2 separate regions of the Zea mays genome follow, and region 1 is linked to region 2. A link is a contact called in public Hi-C data. All regions are on one chromosome and are shown on one strand. The core of a region is the stretch at or near the end of the contact, and the rest is flanking DNA. Distances in the headings are between cores, read along the strand shown. Region 1 holds the start of LOC100191215. Region 2 has its middle 59 kb from the start of LOC103641219.

Region 1 (7,621 bases), core at 1,796-4,295, 150 kb after region 2:
TTTTGAAGCAGCTTCTCCAAAGTCTGTAGAGGCTTTCTAGCAAAATACTGGGCAGTAGGTCCTGGACAAAGCCCCTTGATCAAGGCCTCAATGGCAATTTCATTGGGCACTGTAGGCGCTTGTGCTCTCAAACGCAAGAACCTTCGGACGTATGCCTGGAGATACTCCTCATGATCTTGCGTGCATTTAAATAGAGCCTGAGCTGTGACTGGCTTCGTCTGAAAGCCCTGGAAACTTGTCACTAGCATATCCTTGAGCTTCTGCCATGAAGTAATAGTTCCTGGCCGAAGAGAAGAATACCACGTTTGGGCCATATTCTTAACTGCCATGACGAAGGACTTGGCCATGACAGCTGCATTGCCTCCGTATGAAGATATAGTTGCTTCATAACTCATCAAAAACTGCTTCGGGTCTGAATGTCCATCATACATGGGGAGCTGAGGTGGCTTGTATGATGGAGGCCATGGGATAGCCTGCAGTTCTGCTGCCAAGGGAGAAGCATCGTCAAAGGTAAAGGTATCATGATTGAAATCATCATAACATCCATCCTCGTTGAAGAAGCCTTCTTGGTGAAGCTCCCTATGTTGGGGCCTTCGCTCTTGTTCGTCTTGAGCAAGATGGCGTACTTCTTTAGTGGCTTCGTCAATCTGCCTTTGAAGATCAGCTAGTCGGGCCATCTTCTCCTTCTTCCTTTGTACTTGTTGATGAAGCATCTCCATGTTTCTAATTTCTTGGTCCAACTCCTCCTCCTGGAGTGTTGGACTAGTGGCCTTCCTCTTCTGGCTTCGGGCCTCTCGAAGAGAAAGGGTGTCCTGGTTTGGGTCCAGTGGCTGCAGAGCGTAGGGCTGGGCAAAAAACCCGTAACCCGAAACCCGAACCCGAACCCGAAATACCCGGAACCCGAATTTTGTTCGGGAATTTCGGGTAGCAACTTGCAAAACCCGAATTTATTTTGGGTAATTCGGGTATCACAATCGGGTACCCGAAATACCCGAATTACCCGAACTTTCATGTGTCATGTACTCATGTCATGCTTAATTTTTAATTTGTACATCTATAATTATGTGTAAGTGTGCATAACTTGTGATTATAGATAGCTTATGTTTTATATGTCCATGTATATCATTATTCAACCTATGTTTTTATACTAATTTAATAGAGTATATGTGTTTTTATGAAGCCAACATAATAGTTCGGGTAGTTCGGGAATACCCGAACCCGAACCCGAAATTCCGGGTACCCGAATTTTCGGGTATTGCAAAACCCGTTGTAATTTTGGGTATCAATTCTCAAAACCCGAAATTTTAAAAACCCGAATTACCCGACCCGAAAATTTCGGGTAACCCGAACGCCCACCCCTAGCAGAGCGGCAGCCCCTGTCGCTGAAGCTTTCTTCTGTGGCATGACTAAGGTCAGTGCTTGCCGAAGGTGGTCGAAAAGGATTCATCGGAGGTGGGCGCCAATGTTGGGGACTTGTTCTCAAATGCTATGAGTTAAGAACAAGGCAACACAAAAAAATGTCAAACGTTAATGCCCTTCGTCCTCCGAGACATTATTTCCCTTAGGATATAATGATCTTCAGACGAAGGTCATGAAGGACATACCTTCATCATTGCAATATGCGATAATAAAAGGAGAATCATATAGAATGTAAGAGATAACATGAATAATTATGTAATATTATCAGCTCATTTCTATTTTATTATCATGGACAAATAGAAATGATATCACATTACAAGTGTACCTTCGGCTTGATAGAAGGTAAAAGAACGAGTGTGACGCACGAGCAAATACAAGTCAGCGTGAACAGTATGGGAGCACTGTTCATCTATTTATAGGCACGGGACGCAGCCCATGTAAAATTACACTCATGCCCTTTACATTTACTAATGACTCTATAGTGATCCATCGAGGTCTAAATGGTCTTTTCCCTTTTAAGTCGGTTCCCTTTTCTGCTGTCATGCCGAAGCTCCCTTGCTCGTAACTTCGGCGCTACGTCAACCTTCGTATTCTTTGTGCTTCTTACACTGTGGTTCTGATCCGAGTCCGAAGGTACCTGTTCATGTATTATACTCCAGAAATATCGTTAAATTATGTTTTTGAGAACCTTCGGAAGACGAAGGCACCCAACAAAAGGCTTTTGAAAATCTCTTGCTTTCAACCGAAAACTTTCTTCGAGATTCCGGATTTTTAAACAATAGGCCATCATCTTATCTTCCATGCATATCCACTTTTTGTTGACTTATTACGAGCATCAAGTCTCCTATGACTCAGATGCAGCGTATGCCAAGGGTAATTGATATAATCGTACTCGACAAAAATATTTGAAGTAGGAAAATGTATTTATAACATATATCTAAGTGCCCCTTCTTAGATATAAGTTATAAAATAGAATAAAATATAGCGACTAAAACTTAGTCTCTAAAAACTAAACACTTCTTAAAAGTAGTTCTAAGCTGATATTGATTCTTTGGCGACTGATTATGTACAATAAAAGAAGTTATGAATCAAAATCTATTTTAAAGCTAATTTGAAAACCCTGTTTTTTTATGGGTTTTTTATTTTTTTTAAAAAAAATAGTTAATTTTCGCTTGGGAAAATAGAAGCCTATCTTTAAAATGGACTTTTTAAACTAGCCCTTACATATCTTTTTTATATAATCAAATGCGACTGTTACTTTTGAACGGATGGAGTAATGAATTTTAAAAGTAAAATATTTTATAATTTGAGCACTCTTAATTACAATTATTTATGCCAGTGGCCTAAAGTCGACGCGCGGCTCGCGCCTGCGTTTCTACTTTCTAGCATCTCTGATTCGGCAGGAGATAATTAAATTTTTGCCGCTCACAATATTATCTTCTTGTTATAATTATCACTGTGTCTATAAATTATGAGTCCTGCTTAGTTTATAAAATGTAGGTCTAATGACAATTTTATAAACCTTTTTATTATTGATGGCAGAATCTCTCGATTCGGCAGTATGCCAATAGAATTGACAAAGCTTAATGATAGCCACACGGATCAAGCAGCACTCACCAAACCACATTTGATGGCCACATCACCCCTGAGCTGCTTCTCCGCGCGTCCCAGACCCAGATCTCCGGGCACCGCCGTCTGGTTGCTTCCGGCCGCCGTTCTCCTCCTCCTCCTCAACCGGTGGTCGCACATGGCCTCTTACCCTTCTGTCTCCCCTCGTAACGACCCCTCTTAAACCATCCATTCCTTTGCAGTTTCTTGATTTCCACCAATAATTTGTTCCAGTCGTGAAATCTCGCCCCCCTTTCCTGGTTTTTGTGTCAGGTGGCTCCGGCTCGGTGCAGGTCGGGCGCGCCGAGCTTTACTCGAAGATGGCGCGTGACCTCGACGAGCGCGGCGCGGCGTTCCTGAAGGGCGGCGAGACGTCGCAGTCGCTCACGCTCTCGGACCTCTTCGACACCGCAGATGACGGCGCCGTCGTACCCAGGCTCAAGGTGCGGGCTTTCTTCACCAGCCCCGTGTCCTGCTCGTCACGCTGGTTGACATGTAGCTGGTTGTGGCTTATGATGGTGTCGCTGAACTGAAATGTGCTTGGCAGGCCGCCGACCCGCCAGTGCGCGCGAATGTGCTCTATATGGACCCCAAGTTCGCCGCTGTGATCTCGTGAGTGGTGACCTTTGCCAAAATCCGCAGGCAACTTGCTGTTAATTGTTCCTGAAGCGATGCTCTCTCCTTACAAGGGAGAAGAACTAAGTTAGCCCGTGATTGGTCAGATGGCTGTATAAGTTCCTTTGGGAGGTCAGGTCAGGGCAGTGCTCATTCAGTATGTTTTGGGCTTGCAGGAAAGCTGTAAAGGACGTGTTTCTTCCTTATTTTGACCAAGGTACAGCTTCTATGCTATGGCATCCATACATGTACAACTGTAGAATTTTCACCTGCTGAATTCATGGCCTGACATTTAAATGATGCTAAATAGAGTTGTCACTTACCAGTTCAGTTGCCTGCTGACTGATTGGTTAGTGTCACAGAAACCGACAGCTTTTTTGAGCACTTTGCTTGGTTGATTTGTTTTGCAGCTATCTGGTTCCAAAATACGAGCATGTATCACTTCAGCATGTTTCATGCCTCCCATCACTTGGAGCCCATTGTAGCAACTGAGGATGAGGTGAGTGCACCCTCTGATTGACGTGAGCATGGCAGTTGAAGTTTTCACTGACATATCTATATGTGATATCTTTGAGATTGAAGCCGAAGTGGAGGCAGTAAAAGGTGTCACCAAGAATTTGTGTCCGCTTAAAATTGTATTGGACAGAGTGGTTTTGACCTCAACCGGTGTGCTTCTTGGCCTGTGGCAGGTTTTGATCTCAAGAGACCCTGTTCTGTATGATTTTTTTCTGATTGATATTAAGCTCATGTAACCTTAGTTTGCAATCCTCTACCCTGAGTTCCTGAGAAGTATTCAAACTGAAATATAGGTAATGGTATTTGGTGTGTTTAGGTTGAATCTGGTACTGATCCTGCAGAAATCCGCTCAAGATTGAGAGAAGCTCTTCCTCGTGCACCTCAAAAGCAACTGGTATGAGCAGCTCAAGATTTGATATAACTGTTAACATCTGCCTAACTTGACTTTTATACCAACGCCAAGAGGTAGCATTATCTTGATAAAGAAACATCAACAAAACATCTGCCGAACAAATTAATTTTGGTATCTGGCTGAATTTATTGTTCAAATATAGTGGTGCAGTACGTGGTTATTGTACAGATGGCTATTTACATAATATCTTGCAGATTTCAATTAATCTGTCACCTGACCTGATTTTTTTTTCTGACAGTATGACCCTGTTCTGCTTCACACCTCGTTTGCACGAATTCTGGGACATCCCAGGCTCCCTAAAGAGGTATCTCAATTCTATCTTTCCATCAATGTTAAGGCTTGTTTTATTTTTTGACAGTTAAACTTGCAAGCTTTGATCAAGAATATGTTAAATTATACTATATATGTTAGTGTACTAAAATTGCATCGATAAATTTGTGTTCAATCCTCAAAGTATTTTTAGGATGGTGTTGATTTTGCAACAATTGACAATATATTGTTATTTAAGAGAAAGTAGAGGTACAGATATAATTTTAAATACTACCACCTTCCAAAATATGCTTTACATTGACGGCATATATAGTATTTGGTCGCTAGAAGATGTTTACATTCAAACTACTGTGCAGCTAAGTTCTTAAGTAAAACCACATAATAAACCCACAGACTAGGATTCAGAGTCTGTCCAGAAACCTCTGTGGCTCTGTGCAGTACTGCAGAGGCATTATAAAGTTACTGATATGGAAGGCTGCCCTCCCATTCTAGCCCACATGCCAGTGACACTTAATGCCTCTGCAGTACTTCAGGGGATACGAGTCTGTTCAGAACTGCTGTGGCTTATAGATAATGTTTCCTCTTTATTTTGCAACTTAAGGATGCATAATCAAATGTAAATTTTAAACACTTCATCTTTTTTTTTTGAGGGCAACTTTCTTCATCTAATTTTATCTACATGATAGTGCATGGAAGTACAGTAATCATAGAGCAGATAATGCAGTCGTACCTTTTGGATGTTTGCTTTGGTACACCCTTCAATTGTTTATCGTTTAATCTCGTGTGACACTACATTTTCTGTACCTTGTAGCAAAGTGCATCATCGTTTGATAATGTCAAGTTCTTCCATGAGCTAGTTGCTCAAATTAATGAGAAGATCTGTGGCTTTCAGGTAGACTTCTTGTTGCTCGTATCCATGAATTGGTTGGGTGCAAACATAGCATGCACAATTACCTGTTTATCATCACTGTTTCAGGCGACGATATCAGAGCTATGGTATGTCGAAGAGTACGATGTTCTTGCATTGGCACTGAATGGAAAGATGAAGGTGCGGAGGCTCCACCTTGGCTGCAATCGTCAGGGCATCTGAAGCTAGAGAGGTCATGGAAACGGGAAAGGATTAGGAGATGCACAGCCACCAAACAGACTTTTTTCGCTTGCATGTCTCGCCGAAAGGGCCACCTTGGTACTGCCCAGCTGAGCGAGATGTGCTACAATCTGCCTTTACATACCGAGAACTGACAAGTTATATTGACCTAGACTATCTTCAGCAGATTATCTATCATCATTTCTATATTCAAATTTCACTTTACGAACATTAGTCTATAGTACAGAATAAACTGTTGGACACAGACTAATGTTTATGTAGGAACAGTATGCATGTTTTAACAATATATAATACAATTATTTGAGCACAACAACTATTAAAGTGATGTTTGGTTCAGACATTGTTAAGGGAATGGTAATGAAATCTCTTACTGGCGGTAATGGTTACTAGTTATAATTGGATAGGATAGTAGTACCTCATACTATTAGAAAGAGCTTAACCAAACAAAAGTATTGGTATTTATTATCCCATGTAATCTAGCAAACCAAAGTACTACTAGAAAGAGTTCAACCAAACAAAAGTATTGATATCTATTATCAACCAAACAAAAGTATTGATATCTATTATCCTATATAATCCAGTGAACCAAACACCATCTAAACCAAACAAAAGTATTGATATAATCCAGCGAACCAAACACCACCTAAGTCCACGTAATGCAATTAGGGGTAAGTCCACGTAATGCAATTAGGGGTAAGTCCACGTAATGCAATTAGGGGTGGTGATGGATCATAATCTAAATGTTTTTTCACAAAATAGAAAGACCTTAAATATATTTTAATTTAAAAATGAATAGAAATAGAGTGATACTTAAAACTTATATTATAAAATTTAGACCTCATCGTCACCCATAAATGCATGCAACTTATGTTCAGGTTCTGTTTTCAATTATATAATAACACTGCACATGCTCATCGACGAATGAACTAAATTTCTAACATGGTGTCGACTTCTGCAGTGACATCAAAGGTTAGTAATACCTTTCTGTGAGGCTAAAATACAACATCACATTGTCCTTTCGAGTCGGGTAAATACTGGCTTGCCAATAAGGCAAGGAGGGAACTCACAAAACGGCAAAAAAAATCAGGAATACAAAAGGGGGAGAATATGAAGACAAAAGAAACGAAATAGAAACTAATTTACACGTTGCTAATCTAGTATCTATTGCCCAGCGAGCTTCACAACCTCCGACGGACTTCCAAGCTTAGCCACCTCTGATGGGCCTTCTAATTTTCTCAAACCATCTTCACAGTAATTACTAATGTCAAAGTTGGTGACTGCATGAACACCCCGAAGCTCGATCGCTGCAATGTCATAAGCTTCTGCTGCCTCTTCTTCAGTTTCTGCAAACCGATATCAATTTCAATTAAAGATAACTGCATCAGCTGACAGTTGCTTTCTAGTTGATAGAAAACCTTTGGAAATCCCACAAGATAGACATGGTATATTACAGCACTTCACTCACCAAAGGTCCCAAGGTAAATGTCTTTGGTGTCTCTACTCTCACCGATCCTACCAATTCTTGCTTGCCATTTACCATCCTTCCGTCTATTGGTAAAAAAAAATATGATTAGAGAAAGTTGCAAACTTGCAGACAACTAAAACTTCCCTAGTTAAAAGCAACATAAAAAACAAAGGAAGCCAAATGATTATTTTGTTTGTTCATTTAGCAA
Region 2 (7,357 bases), core at 2,499-4,998:
TGGGTAAAGATGCGCAACCTCTGCAGAGTGTAAAACTGGTATACTAGTCATGCTCATGGTCATGAGCAGCTCAGACACTCACATGATTAATTTATGTAACTCAAATTCAATTTGTCATTTGCATTTGCATGAGATTATTTATTAATTTTGTTTCTATTATTTATTATGGTTTGGTATTTACTTACACTTAGTAACTGCTAATAAAATTTGACCAACTTATTAAAAGCAATGCTCAGCTTTAACCCCTACTGTTGATCAGCTTTACACATCACATGAACTCCCACCTTTGGTGAGTTCATGTCACATTATTTCCCTCAACTTGTTGAGCGATGAACATGTGTGAGCTCACCCTTGATGTCTCACACCCCCCACAGGAGAAGAACAGGTGGTTCAAGTGGAGCCACACAGCGAGGAGTTCGATTCAATCTAGGTGGCGTCTCCCAGTTGACTTTCTAGCGCCAAGGATGGATTTTAGTTCGATCTATATTTATATTTTATTTTGTAAGACTTCCGCTATGTAATAAGTACTCTGATTATATTGTGACATTTATCTCTATACACTCTGTTATTATATGTGTTGTCTTCTTTGGCGCATATATGAGATGCACCCGGCTTTGTCCCTTAAAACTGGGTGTGACAGAAGTGGTATCAGAGGAATGTTGACTGTAGGACGAAACCTAGATAGAACTGGACAACCATTGTCTACTTACCTTACTCTGATTCTTTTCTAAACTTATCTTAATCTTTTCTCATCTATTTCCGCTTTACTCTGATTATTCTTACATTTTCTTTCTAAAGACAAATGTGGATTTCACACTTTGAAATATTGTGCCTAAAGTGACCTTTATGAATAGGAGACCTACTCATAGAAACAAAAAGAAAACTATTTTTTATAGGTATCTATACGCTTGATTGTTTGTTCTTATGATATTTGTCTGATTTGGATCTTTGATTGAGTGTGATTAGTTGTGGAGTAATGTCCACAATTACATCTGCATATACGTATAGGCATAAATAGAATTCATAAGATAACTAAACAACTTAGATTATCCTCCATTAAAATGTATCTATTTCATAAAGATCCCTCTTATCTTAAAAGACTCTCTCTTATCTTAATAGATCTATCGTATCTTAAAAGATTCCCTCTTACCTTAATAAATTCGTCTTATCTTGAAGAGATTCTATCCTATCATAATAGATCTAACTAATATCAAAAGATTCTGTCTTATTCCTAGAGACTCATCTTGTCCTAATAAGCATACTTATCCCCACCACTTTGCTTATCTCCTAATAGTATAACAAACATGATCTATTCCAAAATAAATTTAGTAGATCCTATCTAGTCTAATCTGGTTACACCAATTTTCTGATCCCATCTAATCTGGTCAGATCTAATCTAACGGACAAACATGTTAGATAATACTGGTAAAATAAGATTGGATCCTACTCTGATAAATATGTTTTAACTTAAAATTGGAGTCTTAGTCCAACCTGACCATATGCAACTACCTTAACCACCCGATGGTTGCATAACCCCTTTGTTTTAACCTAACCGAGATTCTGACTTACCTACCCATATAATTTGTCATATCTCAAAAGGTTCTAACATGTCCTAATAATATTTAATCTACCCTGGTAGGTTTATCTAACTTAAACTAAGATTAATCCAGTTATATCCAATCTAATCTAGACCCTACCTAATCTAATATGGTCTAATATATGTTACAAGTATTAACTAAACCATATTCTTATAAATGGGTTTTAAACCTAAACGGGTATCTTAGACCAACTCGTCTGTGAAACCACGACCTCACCTATGTTATAGGTTGCCCAACCCATTTATCCCGAAAGCAAAGTAAAACTCTGTTTAACCTATCTACTCCATGTACCCGCAGTTGTTATCCCAACTTAGATAATGGCATAAAAAGAATTTCAGGTGTATAATATATATATATATATATACTGGAATTTCATAAAGAAAAGGGTCAGCTTGATACTCTTAACTAAATGATATTCTTAAATAGGATTATATAATCTAATGAGAGTCATTTAACAAGTGAGCACTAGTGAAATAAACTAGATCCTACTCCTATAAACCTTGTTCTCCTCTCATGCACTTAAACCTAAATTAGTGCAACAAACTAACTCAACCAAGAGCAAAAAGATTTAACTCAACCAGTAGAAACATGATGAATTGTATAATCTGACTATCCCCACCTAACATTAAACATACTTTTGAACTACATCATAGAGTCTATCTCACCCATATCTATCTCATCTTGATAGGTTCTATCTTACCTTTGGACATTCACCATATACAACTAGATATCCCAATCTTGACAAAAAACAAATATTAAACCCTACTGAAGAATCTTCAGATCATAACCGGTTACTAGCCTATTCATTCTACTGACCAAATAATTTCCCTTGCAAAACTATTTTGCCATATGCTTCTAACTCTCATGGTCAATGCCAGAAAGGGAAGATTATCAAGCAATAGCAAACAAAATGAATCCTTCAGATCCTCCACCGGTTGGAATCGACCAAGTGGTTGCCACCCAAATGATGCTAATACAACAAATGGCAAACATGGTTACCGAATTGCAAAATCAGATAAGACAAGAACGCGAGGAAATACGTTAGGACCGGCTGGACATACGTCAAGAAATAAGGCAAGCACGGTTGGAAAAACAACGACAACAACAACCTCCACCACCACCACCAGCTCCACCAAGCTACATAAACATATATATATATATATATAAATTACTACTATTCGTAAGATATAAATGTTACTTTAGTTAGTAGATGATATGATACTATTTTAGGAGGAATAATAAGGTCTAATTGACCTCATGTGTTGTTAATAAAGTATGCATCATGCTGAGATTTTTTATCGTGCATATGTGTTGAGACAATATGAATATTCACCCTTTCCTTACAAATCTCGAGGACGGGATTTCTGTTAAGGGGGTAGGATTTGTAATGCCCAAAATGTGTATAAGAAAAAATAATAAAATAAATATATGAGGAAATAAAAATAGTAAATTCAGATATCTCAAATTATACTTGAGTATTGAAAATTGAGGATAGAATCTTGAAAACCAAGAACTATTTTAGAAAAGGAGTAATAGAAATTTTTTCTATACAACTAAATGATTATGCATTTCATGAAATGATGCACCATAAGCAATCACTTTCATGAATATTTAATTTTTAAGTAATTTTAAACTCATGTCACGTAATGAAAATACCATTTTCCTAAAAAGAAAGGAACCATATGAGTGTGACTCATATTTCAAACATTTATCAAACAAATAAATCAATTAAAATAAATATATATCTATTGCTCCATAATTGATTGTGAGTATGTATTAAATTTGAATTCTTAAACTATATCCTAAATTAGAATTTGGAATTAGAATTTTGAAAGTCAAAAAGGAAATAAATGAGAAATGAAGGAAAGAAAAATAAACACTATGGAAAGGAAAATAATATTGATGCAAATAGTAGATGTTATATCTTAATGTGGGATGAGTTTTATATTTGGGATTTGAAACTTGAATTTGAAATTCAATTTGAGGATATACCAATCTAAATAGAAAATAACAAAAGAAAAGAATAAAAGAAAGAAGCCTGCTACCTGTTCTAGGCCACAGAACTAGAATTCGGCCAAGTTCCTTACCTCCTGCGGCCCATCCCGAAGCATCTTGTGCACGTCGCGCGCCTGCCACTGACTTGTGGGGCCGTAGGTCAGCCTCCACCGTTTTGACCACGCGCTTCCAAGTCACCGACGGATGGGCTCTGGCATCACTGTCGCTGGCCCGTGAACCCAACACGTCAGCTGGACCCCCTGCCGCTGTAGATCTTCCCCATGGTTGTTGTGTTGCTTGTGCCGTCAATCTCGCGGCCGCCTCCCCGGTTGGACTCCGTCGTCGGGGGTATAAATCGCGTGCCGCCACGCTCCTTGGACCAAGCCATTACCGATCTGCGCGCTCGCCTAGGATCCCATCGAAGCTCACCACCACCGAAAAGCCAGGACTCGTGCGCCGGTAACCTCGACCGCGACCGCCGCCGCGGTCCACCATCCTACACGTCGTTGCTGGCCACCTGGGAACGTCCGACAGTTGTCGCGTGGGCGCTCTTCACCTGGGCGTTGTTGGTGTGAGATCTGGGGCAGTGGGCGTAAGCCGGATTGGTCGCCGTGGTGTGCTCAACCTGGCGGAGCTACGCCACACCATCACTTGTTCGCATCTTCACATCGGCGGGGACACATACCCTAGGAGCTTCGCAATATCACACCAAGCGTACCCGTGGCGGTGGCGGGCTCTGACGGTGGAGGTAGAGGACTGGATTGCTCGCCGGAGTGCAACGAGAGCCTTAGTCCGCCCCACGCCCGGTTCTGCGCGCACGTCGTCGTGATTTCCGGTATGAGCCCCTTTCATAGTTTAGATTTGATCCTCGAGTGTTTAGATGGGTCCTGCGTAGTGAATCAAGCACCGTATCAATGTCTGGGCTGTCGCCGGCGATGTTCCGCCATATAGGGGCGGCGGCGCCGCTGTTCCAACCGTGAAGGGAGGAAGAGAGAACGTGGGCTAGAGATCTAGAATTCAAGGGCTAAGATTAGACGATCGCATACCCTTTCGCAGGATTCGGTCTGATCCGTTGATCTAGATCGGACGGATAGAATCAAATCCAGAATAATAAAATCCTCCCCGTCGCATTTGCATCCAACGGTTCTCGTCGCGTACCGTTTCACCGCCGCGCCGATCTAATCTAGGGCGCGGATTGACGATCCAACGGTCAGAAACCCTCGATACCCTTTCGCCCGGCTATTTTGTTAAAGAGCCCCTGTATTACTACTGAATCAACCCGCCGTCCAGTGTACAGGAGCCTGAATCTTAGAGAAATTGTGATTTAGGCCCTTGTTGTTCTCTATTTTTGTGTGCGAGATCGAGGGAGCAGTGAAAATAAATAAATAATTATAGAAAATGATTTCTAGTATATAAATAATTCCAGAAACTCATTTTATTCATAAAAATTCATATGAGGTCCAAATTAATCTATTCTAGTTCCTATAATTTTATAATAATGTTGTTTATCACATAGTGTCTCTGTTTTGACATAAAAACTATATTAAAATTAATCTCCTAATTAATCTAGTACCTAGCACATAGAACCTTCAGAAATTCATAACTTTATCGTTTTAATTCCGATTTGACTCGTTCAAGTTAAGTTAGTCTCGTACAAATATTTACTATGCAATAACAACATTTATTATACTATGTCTCATTATTTTATGATTAGATCTGTATTTAACTAATGTTGGTTAGTCTAGTTAAACTACTTATCATTATAGACTACTAGAATATGATCTATGGTCAATTTATAACTTAGATTAAAGTTGAGATAATTATTTATAGAATAATCTCTTATATGATTTATATTAACCAATTTATAATATAGTTTAACGTTTGAATCACAAAAATCCTCTATAAAATCATAACTCCTTACCGTAACTCTGATTTTAGTGGTTCTCGTTCCCACAATCTCATAGCAACGCGTAGATCATTATTATGCAGTATGTTCTTATGTTTTGTGTGATGTTAATTTTGTCTATACCATGTATGATTGTATTGCTACGACTAGCGGTGTGGTCACGAGGATCCAAAGAATCACCCTGGTAACTGGAATCTCAAGTGCCAGGCAAGTTGTGCCCTTGATCCACTTTTGTTACCCAATAATATTCTGTATTATCACTATTCATGCATAGGTTTAATTTTGATGGGACCTAATAGGTCACCATAGACTGTTTATCTTTTTACCTTGTTTACCCCTGAATCATTGGGTAGTTATGCTATTGCTTTACATAGTTTTTGGGTTAATATTTCATTATAGCCATGTTTCTATTATTTTGTTATGTTAACTATGTTCATGATAAGATCATTATGTTAATGGGAACATGGAGAACCACCCGGGAAAATAGTGCTACCACAAGGGTAGTATGGGATGCCTTTGGCTGACTAATTAGAAAAGCTAGTGGATGACTACCTTACCCGAAAGGGGCAATGGCAGTAAGGGAGTGGTTAGTGTAGGGAGGTCCTTCGGTTGATTTTGTTGCGATGGCGGTCAGGCGAGGAATCCCTGTATTGGAGCTTCCTAGAAACCGTAGCGGGTTTTCTGAAGCTAGTGGAACTTTATAAAGGCCTCGTAGTGTTACCCTGCCTCGCTTCCTTGATAGAGGTGTATGTGATTCATGACCCCTTGCCAGATGGGTAACATGACTTGTGGGTAAAGGTGCACAACCTCTGCAGAGTGTAAAACTGGTATACTAATCGTGCTCACGATCATGAGCAGCTCAGACACTCACATGATTAATTTATGTAACTTAAATTCAATTTGTCATTTGCATTTGCATGGGATTATTTATTAATTTTGTTCTATTATTTATTATGGTTTGGTATTTACTTACACTTAGTAACTGCTAATAAAATTTGACCAATTTATTAAAAGCAATGCTCAGCTTTAACCCCTACTGTTGATCAGCTTTACACATCACATGAACTCCCACCTTTGGTGAGTTCATGTCACATTATTCCCCTCAACTTGTTGAGCGATGAACATGTGTGAGCTCACCCTTGATGTCTCACACCCCCCCCCCCACAGGAGAAGAACAGGTGGTTCAAGTGGAGCCACACAGCGAGGAGTTCGATTCAATCTAGATGGCGTCTCCCAACTGACTTTCTAGCGCCAAGGATGGATTTTAGTTCGATCTATATTTATATTTTATTTTGTAAGACTTCCGCTATGTAATAAGTACTCTGATTAAATTGTGACATTTATCTCTATACACTCTGTTATTATATGTGTTGTCTTCTTTGGCGCATATATGAGATGCACCCGGCTTTGTCCCTTAAAACCGGGTGTGACAGAAGTGGTATGAGAGGAATGTTGACTGTAGAACGAAACCTAGATAGAACTGGACAACCATTGTCTACTTATCTTACTCTGATTCTTTTCTAAACTTATCTTAATCTTTTCTCATCTATTTCCGCTTTACTCTGATTATTCTTACATTTTCTTTCTAAAGACAAATGTGGATTTCACACTTTGAAATCTTGTGCCTAAAGTGACCTTTAGGAATAGGAGACCTACTCATAGAAACAAAAAAGAAAACTATTTTTTATAGGTATCTATACGCTTGATTGTTTGTTCTTATGATATTTTTCTGATTTGGATCTTTGATTGAGTGTGATTAGTTGTGGAGTAATGTCCACAATTACATCTGCATATACGTATAGGCATAAATAGAATTCATAAGATAACTAAACAACTCAGATTATCCTCCATTAAAATG

What was found. A called contact is a pair of places that touch in the nucleus more often than the background predicts.
Region 1: a contact with region 2 is called in a Hi-C map of leaf, with 4 times the contacts expected there. The contact joins the promoter of LOC100191215 here to the enhancer-like site in region 2. A contact is called at or near these places in 2 of 25 Hi-C or Micro-C datasets (endosperm and leaf).

What each region holds. Positions count from the first base shown.
Region 1 is chr10:74,100,139-74,107,759 of Zm-B73-REFERENCE-NAM-5.0, forward strand. It overlaps LOC100191215, which reads left to right and starts at 3,046. Exons shown (of 10, transcript NM_001136649.1): 1 at 3,046-3,194; 2 at 3,301-3,470; 3 at 3,575-3,639; 4 at 3,819-3,859; 5 at 4,053-4,141; 6 at 4,218-4,331; 7 at 4,475-4,552; 8 at 4,809-4,874; 9 at 5,652-5,732; 10 at 5,817-6,293. The coding sequence starts at 3,050. The coding sequence ends at 5,930. LOC100193301 reads right to left here. Exons shown (of 8, transcript NM_001367019.1): 7 at 7,414-7,496; 8 at 6,907-7,291. The coding sequence ends at 7,110.
Region 2 is chr10:73,949,898-73,957,254 of Zm-B73-REFERENCE-NAM-5.0, forward strand. No RefSeq gene overlaps it. Among protein-coding and RNA genes, the nearest start is that of LOC103641219, 59 kb to the right of the region's middle. Within about 2 kb of position 3,749, at least 18 of the 20 cell types and tissues checked have an H3K27ac peak or open chromatin away from gene starts, as enhancers often do. A contact at or near this core is called in leaf, where this site is marked.